Linked DNA regions of Mus musculus: region 2 is linked to region 1. Evidence: chromatin contacts called from public promoter capture Hi-C data. All regions are on one chromosome and are shown on one strand. The core of a region is the stretch at or near the end of the contact, and the rest is flanking DNA. Distances in the headings are between cores, read along the strand shown. Region 1 holds the start of Hmg20a (high mobility group 20A). Region 2 holds the start of Cox5a (cytochrome c oxidase subunit 5A).

Evidence for each region. Promoter capture Hi-C pulls out the DNA fragments that hold promoters and counts their contacts.
Region 2: a promoter capture Hi-C map of erythroid cells shows a contact between it and region 1, with 24 times the contacts expected there. The contact joins the promoter of Cox5a here to the promoter of Hmg20a in region 1. A contact is called at or near these places in 1 of 39 promoter capture datasets (erythroid cells) and 1 of 115 datasets of contacts at active chromatin or transcription factors (pancreatic cancer cells).

Annotation. Positions count from the first base shown.
Region 1 is chr9:56,415,993-56,421,968 of GRCm38.p6, reverse strand. Hmg20a (high mobility group 20A) reads right to left here and starts at 3,350. Exons shown (of 10, transcript NM_025812.3): 1 at 3,038-3,350. It overlaps Peak1 (pseudopodium-enriched atypical kinase 1), which reads left to right and starts at 3,919. Exons shown (of 7, transcript NM_172924.3): 1 at 3,919-4,028.
Region 2 is chr9:57,517,926-57,523,901 of GRCm38.p6, reverse strand. Cox5a (cytochrome c oxidase subunit 5A) reads right to left here and starts at 2,670. Exons shown (of 5, transcript NM_007747.2): 1 at 2,487-2,670. The coding sequence starts at 2,574.

The DNA.
Region 1 (5,976 bases), core at 2,101-4,600:
TTACTTAATCAAAATACTCTAATCAACGACTTCTCTATCATAGAAGTAACAGTATGTTTGCAAATGGCTTTTCTTTTCCTAATTTTGACACTAGGGATAGATTTTTAAAAAGCAACAAAGGGGCATTATGGGAAAATCCCTTGGGAGGAGATAAGCCCTTCCACAGAAACATTCTTTAAAGAGGAGGAGGAATAGGCCACGTAGGCTTCCTTTCTCTATTTTTCAGCAGCGTACCTAATAATTCTTCTTTGATGGGACCAATGAATAACCGTCACTTAGCACAAAGCATCTTCCTGATAGGTACTTTCTATATTGCTTTCTTCTCCACAGACAGTTCTTCAAGCTGCACATACCTTGCCACAGCAATTTGTCTTATTTCTATTACCTTGCATGCCTCCCACAGAATATCTTCAGGATCAATTTCATAAACTCCTTTGCTTTCCAAAACTGTTCCCAGAAGGCAGTACTACTGAATCGCAACCAACATTAAGACGTTATTTTCTCACTTTCTCGATTAGTCCCTCCCTGTTCCAATTCCTAACACTAGCGTTAACTGTTCAGGGTGACTCTATCTAGCCTTGTGCATTCATGGAGAAGATACTGCACACTCACTTCCTTGTCAGTTCACAGCCACTGGGTGCAGTGTACATGTCCCTAACCTCTATGAATAACCATAGACAATATTTTTCTTGTCTTTTTAAAATTAACTACTGCAGCAATTTTGTAGCCTTTCAAATACTGATTTTAGCACCTCAGAAATGTTATTTTTGGTGATGGTGGTGGTGTTGGGGCTGAAATGGAAGCCCCTACATAGGAGGCAGGTGGTGCTCTAGCACTCAGCGCCATTCCAAGCCGACCAGACTGATATGTCATTTATTTTTGAGATAAGGTCTCATTGTGTTCCTCTGGCTGGCCTGGAACTCGCTATGTAAACTAGGTTGCCTGGACCTCACTGAGATTCGCCTGCTTCTGCCTCCTGAGTGCTGGGATTAAGGGCGTGCACCACCAAAATTAGACAGGTTGGGTTGTTTTTGTTTTTGTTTTTTTTCCTGTTAGTACTGGTGATCAAACCCCAAATCCAGAGGCTCATATTACATACAGTAGACAAGTGCTCTACCACTTAGCTATACTTCCAGCCTAAAAATAATTCTTTCCTGTTAATTGAAAATAGATTTTGTTCATACAACATATTTTGATTAGCTTCCCCACTCCTGACGCTTCCCATCTGAACTCACCCCCTTTCTGTCTCTATTAGAAAACAAACAGGCATCCAAGGAAAAAATACAATAAAACACACTATCAGAATAGGGCAAAACAAACAAGAAAAAGAGCCAAAGAAAAAGCACACAAAACTCATAGATGCAGAGACACACCCTAAACCCAAATTGGAAGCCATAACATTTACACAAAAAACATAAGGTTAAAGAAAAAAATACATGGAACCTCCAAAGATTTGCTGAGTTCATATTGTGATGGCCATGGGGCCTACCCTTAAGAGCGTTTCTTCAGTGAGACTACTTTGGAGAAAAGTAATTTTTCATTTGTAAATGGCTATAAATTGGAGATAGCTTCTGGGTTAGGGATGGGCACATGTGTCTACCTCTCTTTTCTGCTCTAGGACTCCATGTGGTGTAGACCTGTGCAGCTCTGTGCCTGCTGCTACAGTCTCTGTGAGCACATATGTGTGCCAGTCCTGGTGTTTCTAGAATGACCAAGAATATTTTTTTAATGTTCATGTTAAGGTTAAAGTATTTTTATTTTCACATTTAGTTTAAAATATTTTCTATTGTAAGTGCAAACTATGAAATTAGAAATACATGCACCTTAATATTGGAAGACAATGCAATTTTAGGTTCACCTGATAGCCAAAGTTTTTAAAAAACCATTCCAAATACACTGATTCTGCCAACAAACATACACTTGTATACTGTGTTGCAAGGAATCAAAATAGTTGCTTATTACTTCAGATATAGTTTCTTATTTGTTTGTGTGTGTGTGTTTTAAGCAGAATATAGAAAACCAGAAAGTTCTGTCTGCCTCATCTTTAGTTCTTCCCGAGACATTTTCCTCTCACTCAGTACGTCACTGAACTTGCCATCCTTTGGCCAGGTTTTAAAACCATAAATAGACCTCATTTTTCAATCAGTAACAAACTCAAATTACAAACGGGGAGACACCATAAAATGCATCTTTCATAAACATCCCAAGAAAGCTACATGAAAACAACACTAAAGTGGATGATGTCTTCTCCAGCATGAGGTGAATCCTTAAGTCCTAAAGGAACAGTTCTAAGTATGTAACACATTAGTGCCCTTTATTACGGTAACATCAAATCGGAGTACTGCAGCATGACACTCTCTCCCTCTGCAAACATGAAAATGCCCTGTAATTTGTGTGAACTATTCGGTACTCTAACTTATAAACTACCTCCTTAAAAGAGCGGCTAAGGAGCTCCTGTTCCGTGTCTAGGTAGAGCCTACACTACTTCACTCAGTTAAGGACAAGCTTGACTTGGGTGCAAGGGTGGGCAATTCACAAGTCACATAACAAAGTATGTAATCTTGCAGAGAATTTTAACAAGGTGTTTAAAATTCTTTGGAGACAGCATTAAGACAATCTTGCTGGGGAGAGATTTTCCAATTTACACACAGAAACAAAATACATAAATTCTGATCGTGGCCTGGTGATTATCATAATTTGGGGAAATAACCGAACTTGTGACGTGAAAATACAACCCCAAGGCTGTAGGAACTCTCTCTGAGAATGGCACAAACCAACACCTTTTCTGGCTCTCATCAACACGGGAAGTGGCTTGGACACCCCCCAAACATCATCCTACCCCCACAGGAAGTGAGTTACAGTTCCCCCTCCCCTATGACAGCATGTCTCCCTTCCCCCAACCGGAAGTGAGGCGCCCCCATTCAGTGGGCCTTAAACCAAGACAAACCAATAACAGCAGCAGCAAAAGAAGGATGATCTTCAAAGGGGGAAGGACATCTCGACTGTTGCCACCCCCATGCTCGTCTTGCTTACTAACCTGCTGACGGCAGGAGCAGGCAGGGGCCTGGGGACTAATGAAAGTCCCTTGCACAGAGGACAATTCCCTCAGCCCCTCGCAATCGCCTTCACTCTTCACTCCGTCGTCTCACAGCTTGACAGAAATTCCTCCGCAGTACTTTATTTTGGTGTCTTTTCTTACTCTTTACCTAATCACTTAGTCACCTCCAGATAGGTAACTTCTTTTAACGTGGTAATACTGAGAATTGTTCCGTTGAGGAGAGACGTGAAATGTTATACCCGATACTTTCAGAGAAATGAAGGGATTATTTTGCCCAATGCGGCGAAGGACTACGTGACCACGCAAGGTGAGACACACTTTCGCGAAGGTTCTTGGGAAATGTAGTTTTCATTTTCATTGCTAAGGCTCTCAAAAAATAGTGGGACTTAAATTTTAATTACTGTATACTGGACTCTTAGAGGATAGTTATTCTGTACTAGACGAATGGCTGACTTAAGGTGATTCGGCCCCGAAAAAAATCCAAATCTGCGCTGTTTCTTTCCACTGGCGTTTAATTGAACCCAAATTCCCCGTCACATGGACTCAAGGTCCCTGCCGCCCCGCCCCCTGGCTTTGGCTCCACCCCTCAGCCAATCAGACTTTCTCTAGCTCGTGTTCTCCGGATATTGGCACTCAGGGAGGCGTGGCCTCTTGTCAACTCCTCCCATGGGGCTGAGAGTAGAGCTCGGAGACCGCCGAGGTTTGGTGCGGGCACGCGCGGGCGAGCGCGCGCGGTCTGAAGAAGTGAAGCGGCAAGGGTGCGCGCGGCGGGGCGGCGTGCAGGGTTGGGAGGAGCGAGCGGACTGGTGGGCTGGGCGGACGGAGAGCGGCCGGGAGCGCGCTGTGGACTCCGCGGCCGCGAGTAGTTAGTTAGTTGTGTCAGTTGCTCGGTGGAGGCGGCCGCGATCACCAGAAAGGGGACGGGACAGGAGGCAATGCTGAATATCGCAACGGCTTGTGCTCCCCTCAGGTAACGGGGGCAGGGTTGCCCACGTACCCTCCGGTCCCTTTCCCACACGCGCTGGCTTATGGGGCCAGGGTCGCCGAGAGGTGAGGACGCGGACCTAGGGGGGATCGGGACTGGGTGGCGCCGCAGGGGCTCGGCAGCCCGTGCGTCCTGCGGGGCGCGGGCTGCAGTGCCCCGGCCACCCACGCGCCCCGCGGGCGCCGCGAGCCCTCTCATGCCCCCCACCGGCCCAGGCCTCGTTACCCTGGCTGCGATGGTCCCGGGAGCGCGGCGCCCCCCAGAGGAGGGAAAGTTGGAACCTGGCGGCTAGGGACTTCCCGGGGCTGGGCTGCGAGGCTCCAGGGGAAAGTGAAGCCTTAGAGGAGCTGGAGATGTGGAGGCTGGGGCAAGAAGGGCTTCTGCCTAGTCTGTATGGTCGCCTCACTCCCAGACTTTGGAGGATCAGGCTCAGCCTTGCCTCAGCAGTCAGGACGGAACCGGTGGCTCTGTGCCTGCTCACTTTACGCTCTGGCCAGGGAGCCCCTAATGTGCGCAGGCTTCCTAGGTTGCTTAGGGGTTTGGGATTTTGAGAGGCTGGGTTAGACATTTGTTTTTCTTTGCCCTTTGGCTTATGGGTTCTTGCCAATTTCCTTTCCTCCTTCGAAGAGGACTACCCATCTGAATTGGGTCCCCTTCTCGTTATCCCCCATCTTATGCTCCATTTGTTGGAGAGCTTGATTTTGTTCTTGGACTTCATTAAGGACTGCTGAGAGCAATATCAAAGAGTAGTCCGCCCTCCAGTCCCCCTCCCCCAGGCCCCATGTCTGCAGTCCAGTTTTTAAGGACCCAAATTGAGGAACCAGAGCTGTGGAATGGAGTTATTGGATGGCTGGTGTTGAAGGATAGAGATGAGTTAGAGGAAAACTATGATTTCATCTTTATTGGCCTTACTATAGAAAACCCAGTACATTTTTCTTTGCCTCTGTTGAATGTGGTAAGAGTACACTCTCAATTAAATACTTGGTGACTTACATAAAAGACTATTTTTAAGCCACTGGATGATGTGCATGAACTGCTTTTTCACCTGAGTCGGAATTGCTTTGAGTATTCTGTTTGGTGGCCTATCTGTTGACTTGATCTTTTTCTTTCTTTCTCTTTCTTTTCTTTCTTTCTCTTTTTTTTTTTCAGCCACACTGTCCTCCCTTTATCTACCTTGGCAAATTAAGTATGTAGTCAAGAGAACACATATTGCTCTCTGCAAAGAGGAAAAAAAAAAAAAAACCCAGAAAGCCCAAACTTGAATTATCCACAAGGGTAAAACTTTCCATGAGCAATCTTGGATACTCACTTCATGATGGCTTCTTTTGTAATCTCAGAGCATTTTAGATCTTTCAATTCACTGACTACCCTAATTACTTTCCAAAGTGCCTGGCACTTTCTTTGGTGACTTTTTCAGTAAACTATAATTGCAGGTGAGGTACATTTTCTTGGCTTCCAAGTTAGGAGTTAATAGCCTTATCACAGAGATTAACAGTTAACAATGGAAGCAGAGTTCATACTACTGCAAGTGAGTTTTGGCAACGATCAGGTCACAAACTATGTGAAAAAACAAAGATCCCCTCCCCAGAGTTGTCAGAGGGGAAGAAGAGAAAATATTTTATCGTGTCTCTATTTGGGAGAGAGTAGTATGACTATGTTATGTGGGGGAAAATGGCAAATTATTTTCTTTAAAGCTTTTTGATTTGTGGTCCTCCTTTCTCCCACCCTTTCTTTAGGGACTGACATTTATGTTTGGCTAGTTTCCAGTGTTGTAAGGCGTGTTTTGGTGAGAGGAAAAGATAAGCTTGATTGAGTTGTTAGGGTATTGCTTATTCATTTTGTTTAGTAATAGTGCAGAAAACTTACACAGTGGTGTTTAAACCCCATTAACATTCTGTCAGAATTTATTTTTAAGAGTCTGTCCTGAGGCCCA
Region 2 (5,976 bases), core at 1,421-3,920, 1.1 Mb before region 1:
AGAAAGCCTGGAAGAGAAATCTAGACAAGAACTTAAATAACAATAAACTGTAGTCCTTTTCAGAACTTCCTTAAAAGAAAAAAAAGGAAGAAAATTTCCCTGTTTCATAAGAAACTCCCAAAGTTCAATGCTCCTTCTCCCCCAAAAAAGAGAAATAAAAGAAAAAGCAGAAAATTTCCTTTAAAAATATTTTAGTTGGGTGGTGGTCCATGCCTTTAATCCCAGTTCTTGGGAGGCAGAGGCAGGCAGATCTCTATGAGTTTGAAGCCAGCTTGGTCTACAGAGTGAGTTCCAGGACAGCCAGGGGTACACAGAGAAACCATGTGTGTGTACACGTATAATCTCAGCTAAGTGTGTATGGTGTTACACCTATAATCCCAGGACTCAGGAGGCAGAGGCAGAAGGGCTACTACAAATTTGAGGCTAGCATTAATCACACAGTCAATTCCAGACAGTACCCCAACTCAAAAGTCAGAAATAAAAAAATCTCGAGATATTTATCTATATGGGAAAAGAAAAAAAAGCATTTGTTGCCTTAGCAAATAAGACACAAAAAAGCAGCAGGATAACTCAAATTTAACTGAGAAAGAGAAAATAGCTCCATCACTAACAAAAAGGTCAGTTTCCCAAGGTAGGCATCAGTTTCTTCTGTAAAATATGAGCATCTACTTGGTTTCTCTTTTTGATTTTACTTTTTATGTATTTTTGCCTGCATTATGTGTATGTACTTCTTGTGGGGTGCATAAGGAAGTCAGAAAAGGGTGCTGGGAATCGAACCTGGGTCCTTTGCAATGACAAGTACTCTTAACCTATGAGCCCTTGCACTCCCCAGGTTTCCTAAATGCATTCCAAAGCTGAGTGTGGTGGCACACACCCGTGGTCCTAGGCATTCCAGAGGTGGATGCAGGAGGACGATCATGACTACACAGCTACTTTTGAGTCCACCCTTGACTATCTAAGATGCTATCTAACCTCTTCCCACCAAAAAATCCTAAACTCCCTACAGTCGACTCTCTTGTTGTTAATACAATGCCTTACAAAAGACAAACTAAATGAAGCCAAAAAAAAATTCTTTAGGTTCCAGTAATCAAGGAAACAATTTTGGAGTGTCTGAGGCCCTTCTTTGTGTGTGAGGCCATGGCTAGACTGGAACACAAAGAGATCCACCTTTTTCTTTTTCTTTTTTAAACCTCCCTGTGAGTGTTGGTCCCAACGTACCTGGCTAAGTTATTTTTATATCTACACACATGAACTAAATCTCATAAAACACTAATGTATCTCAGACCAGGATCCAAGCACACAACTACTGTGATTAAAGTATAATGCCTGTGCCGGGTGTGGTGGCTCCCAAGGTTAATCCCTGCACTTAGGAGGCAAGAGGAATGCAATAAGTTCCTCGATAGCCCTTTTAGTACCATTCTGAGTTCTAGTCTAGTCTGGGCTATAGAGGCCCTGTTTCTAAAATAAAATACTCCTATTTATTTTAGGCCGATGCCGGCCTGGTTTACAAAGAGTTCCAGGACAGCCAGGCTACACAGCTGACACATACCACAACCAAACAAAACCAAAAGTAAGATAGATGTACCGTGCTAAGTGGAGAGGGTCTGAGAACACACCAAGTGGCAGAGCAATTATCTAGCAATGCAGGGCCCTTGGTTCCCCCTCAGCAATGGGGGTGGACAGTGATGGGACACAAAATCTCCTGATCACACAGAAGGGGAAACAAGCAACCAAACATAATACTTCATAAGTCAGCACTGAAGCTTCTCATTTTAAACGGGTGGAGGGGAATCCACGAAGCTTTCCCATGTTTGTACACCCAGTATTCCTCAGTATTTGGTACCCAATCTTGTAAACGTTATCATTCTTTCCATTAATATTTGTCAATGTTCAGGCTCTCTTACAAGCCGCAAGAAACCACACTTTAAATTATCTATTTGAAACGCAGGGCTAAAATGTGGCTCAACAGTCCTCAAACGTGGCCGTACCCAGTTATGAAGGTGACACAAAAATGCCAGCAGAGAATTGCCTGATCAGGGCTAAAAGGGTATTGTGTCCCACTGGGGAATCAAATTGTGTTCTAGGAAACGCAGAGGCGGGCGGCGCGCCCGGAGGCTCAATGTCACCTTCGCCAAGATGCCGCAGGCCGGCGGGGGCCACTCCCGGTCAGGTGGCTGCGGGGTCAGCGCAGGGAACGGTCACGGCCCAGAGACTGAAAGGAAGTGCTGAGCTCGTCCTCGGCGACCCCGGCAAGTCCACACACCTGACTGGCCGCGGGTTCGGCATCAGGAAGTGGCGGGGAGGGAGGCCCGGAGGAGTCTCCTACACGACTCCAGACGGCCGCGGACGCACTGCGGTCACCGGGCTCCAATGCCGGCTCGCAGGGCAAAGGCTAGGCCGCCAGGGAGCCTGCCCTCGAGTGGCGGCGGGAGCCCAGGTCACAGCAAGGACACGCGAGCGAGGGCTGTGGCGGGCGCGGACCTTACCGGCGGCGGGGCTGGGAGCCGAGGCGGGGTGCAGGAGGCCTCGGGCAGCCGCGGCTGCGGTACAGCGACGGAGGGCAGCGGCGAGCATGACGGCGACCACAGCGCACTGGCTGAGGCTGACGAGAAGCCGGTGTGAGCTCGCGGGCGGTACAGCAGTTCGCGGGGGCCGGACTCACGCAGCGACGCACGCTGGGCGGAGCATAAGGCCGGCCCACTGCGGAGCTCGCGCCTACGGAAGCGGGTGGGGCGCCATGCGGTCGCCGGCGGCTACGGCGGCCGTGGAGGACAAACCACGTCGGCGCCGCGCCAAAGCTGGTCCGATGACCCGGGTGACCGTAGTGAACATTCCTGCGTGGGAGGAAAGGCAGGGTGAGCAATGGACAATGTGGATTTGGAATCGCCAACAGAGGAGACTATCACAATTTGGAATTGTAGCGATAATAACGGCAAACTATAATAAGAATAACCGCTTTGCCCCCGCGCGTTGGTGTATGCTATAATTCTAGCCCTCTACAGGCTAAGTATTAGGAATTTCAGGCTCTCTTATGCAACCTGAGTCTCAGAAAAAAAAAAAATCATACTGGGAGTAGTGACTCAAGACAATAATCAACATTTTGGAGGCAGGGGGAAAGGGGATTCAAGGACAGCCTGGGTCACATGATCCTCCCCCACCCACTAAAGCCCAATTATTTACTTTTACCCATTAGGAAACCGACTCAAAAATTACGTTGTTTAGGGTCTAGGAAGATAGACGGTTTAGTGGATAAAGTGCTTTCTGTGGCTCAGTAGTTAATAGTTTATTAACTTTCTGCGCTCTCAGAGGACTCACGTTTACTTCACATCAGGTGGCTCCCAACTGTCTGTAACTCCCGCTCCAAGGGAATCTGACACCCTCTTCTGGACATCACAAGTACCCACATTGTGCTGTGCTATATACTCACACACATACATGTAAATAAACTTTACAAATGAAATGAAGGCACGGATGAATAAGTAAACGAAAAATGAAAAAAATGTACCTTGATTAAACGAGTATGAATCCATGAATTGGCTTTCCTAATCTTGACTTCTCTGAGCCAATTATGGGACATATGTTAGTTATCTTAATTTTATTTTTGGTTATAAGGTGTGGTAGTTATTGAATAAGAATGGCTCCCATAGTCTCATATATTTGAATGCTTGGTCATCAGAGAGTGGCACTATTTGAGAGGGATTAGAAGGTGTGGCCTTGTTGGAAGAAGTGTGTCATTGGGGGTGGGCTTTGGGGTTTCAAAAGCCCATGCAAGGTTCAGAGTCTCTCTCTTCCTGCTACCTTCAAATGTAGAACTCTCAGCTACTTCTCCAGTACCATTCCTGCCGTGCTTTCTGCCTGGATGATAATGGACACTGATCTCTAAAACTGTAAGCCAGCCCCAGTTAAATGCTTACTTTTATAAGAGTTGCTGTGGTCTCTTCACAGCAATAGAACACTAAGGTTTCATAGTAGCCCTGCCAGGCCTTGAACTCACAGAGGCCTGTCTGCTTCTGCCTCCTGAATGCTGGGATTAAAGGAGCTGGCTCACCAGCTCTTAGTTACTTTTTAAATTGATACAACAAAATATGTGACAGAAACAATTTAAGGAAGAAAGTGGGTTTGTTGTTGCTTGTTTGTTTTTTACAAAAGGGCCAGGCTATGCCAGTGCCTGGCAGATACAGAAGTGGATGCTCATAGTCATCTATTGGATGGAATACAGGGTCCCTAATGAAGGAGCTTGAGAAAGTACCCAAGGAGCTAAAGGGGTCTGCAACCCTATATGTGGAACAACAATATGAACTAACCAGTACCCTCAGAGCTATGTCTCTAGCTGCATATGTAGCAGAAGATGGCCTTGTCGGCCATCAATGGGAGGAGAGGCCCTTGGTCTTGCGAAGATCATATGCCCCAGTACAGGGGAACGCCAGGGCCAAGAAGAGGGAGTAGGTGGGTTGGGGAGCAGGGCGGGGGGAGGGTATAGGGGACTTTGGGGATAGCATTTAAAATGTAAATGAAGAAAATATCTAATAATAATTTTTTTAAAAGGCCAGGGATGTAGCTCAGGGGCGGAGTGCTTGTTTAGAATGATTTAACTCACAAGTAACACTTGCCTTTTTAAAGATACAGACTCAGTTGATGTTTATTATAGCCATGGGTGTAATCATCACAACTTTCTAGTTCCAGAACTTTCAGTCCAAGAATGGTTATCCCCACCCCCACCCATTGAAGGAACTTCTGACTGCCTTTCTGCTACTATAGCTTTATAAAGTTTTTTTATTTTGCTGGGCTTGAGGGTGGACAGTGCACACCTTTAATCCTAGCACTTGGGAGGCAGAGGCAGGCAGATCTCTGAGTCTGAGAGAGTTCCAGGACAGCCGTGGCTACACAGAGAAAACCTGTCTTGAAAAACTATACCAAACCAAAAGCCCCAAAACCCAAACAAAACAAGAAATGATTTGATGTGTAGGAGTGTTTTGTCTGTCTTATACATATGTACCACATGCACACCCAACATGTCAAAAGAGGGCATCAGATCCCCAGGACTGGGGAAGCAGATGGTTGCGATCTGATGCCAGGTGGGCGCTGGGAACAGAACTCTGGTCCATTTCAAGAGCAGCTAAGTCATCTCTCCGGCCCTTTGATTGCTTGTATGTTTCCTTTTATCCCTCCCCGAGTCTTGGGGAAGCATGTCGACTCTAAGCTGTACCTTCAGCTCTGTACACTTATTTTTACTGAGACAGGGTCTCACTACATTGTCCAAGCTGGCCTTGAACTTACTCTGTAGCCCTGTCAGACTTTTCACCTGCCTCTCACCTTCCCAAGTAAGATGGGATTCCAGGCCTGTGCTACCACACACAGCAAAAGGCTTGCCTTCTGTGGATATTTCACATAAAAGGACTCATATAATGTGGTCTTTGGTTTTTTGGGTTTTTTGTTTTTTGTTTTTGTTTTGGTCTTATTTTTTCTCTCCCTTTGATCCAGGGTCTCCCTGTATCACCCAGGGAGACCTCCAACTTCAGTTATTCTCAGTCTCTCTAAGGGCTGGGATTGAAGACATGTATCACTACACCCAGTCTTAACTACCTCTACCTCTTTAAAGTCCTATCTATAGATGCTGCCACATACTATGGTACTAAGTAGGATTTCTACATAGGAATTTTGGAGGAACACTATTTAGCCCATAACATAAAATCAATCTGTACTAATTCCTCCCCTTGGTATTATATCACCATACCAGCTGAAAAAAATTAAATTACATTTATTCATAAAGGGGAGGGGTGTCACAGCATGCATGGAGGTCATAGGACAACTTTCAGTCAGCCCTCTTCTTCCTTTCGTGGAGAGTGGGTAGATGAGGGGGTGAGGGTGGGGCTAGGTGGAGAGGTTGGGGGTAGGATCAAACCCAGATCATTAGATCCGGAAGCAATTACCTTTTCCACTGAGTTGTCTTGCTGGCCCAAAACTTCCCTCCTCTGA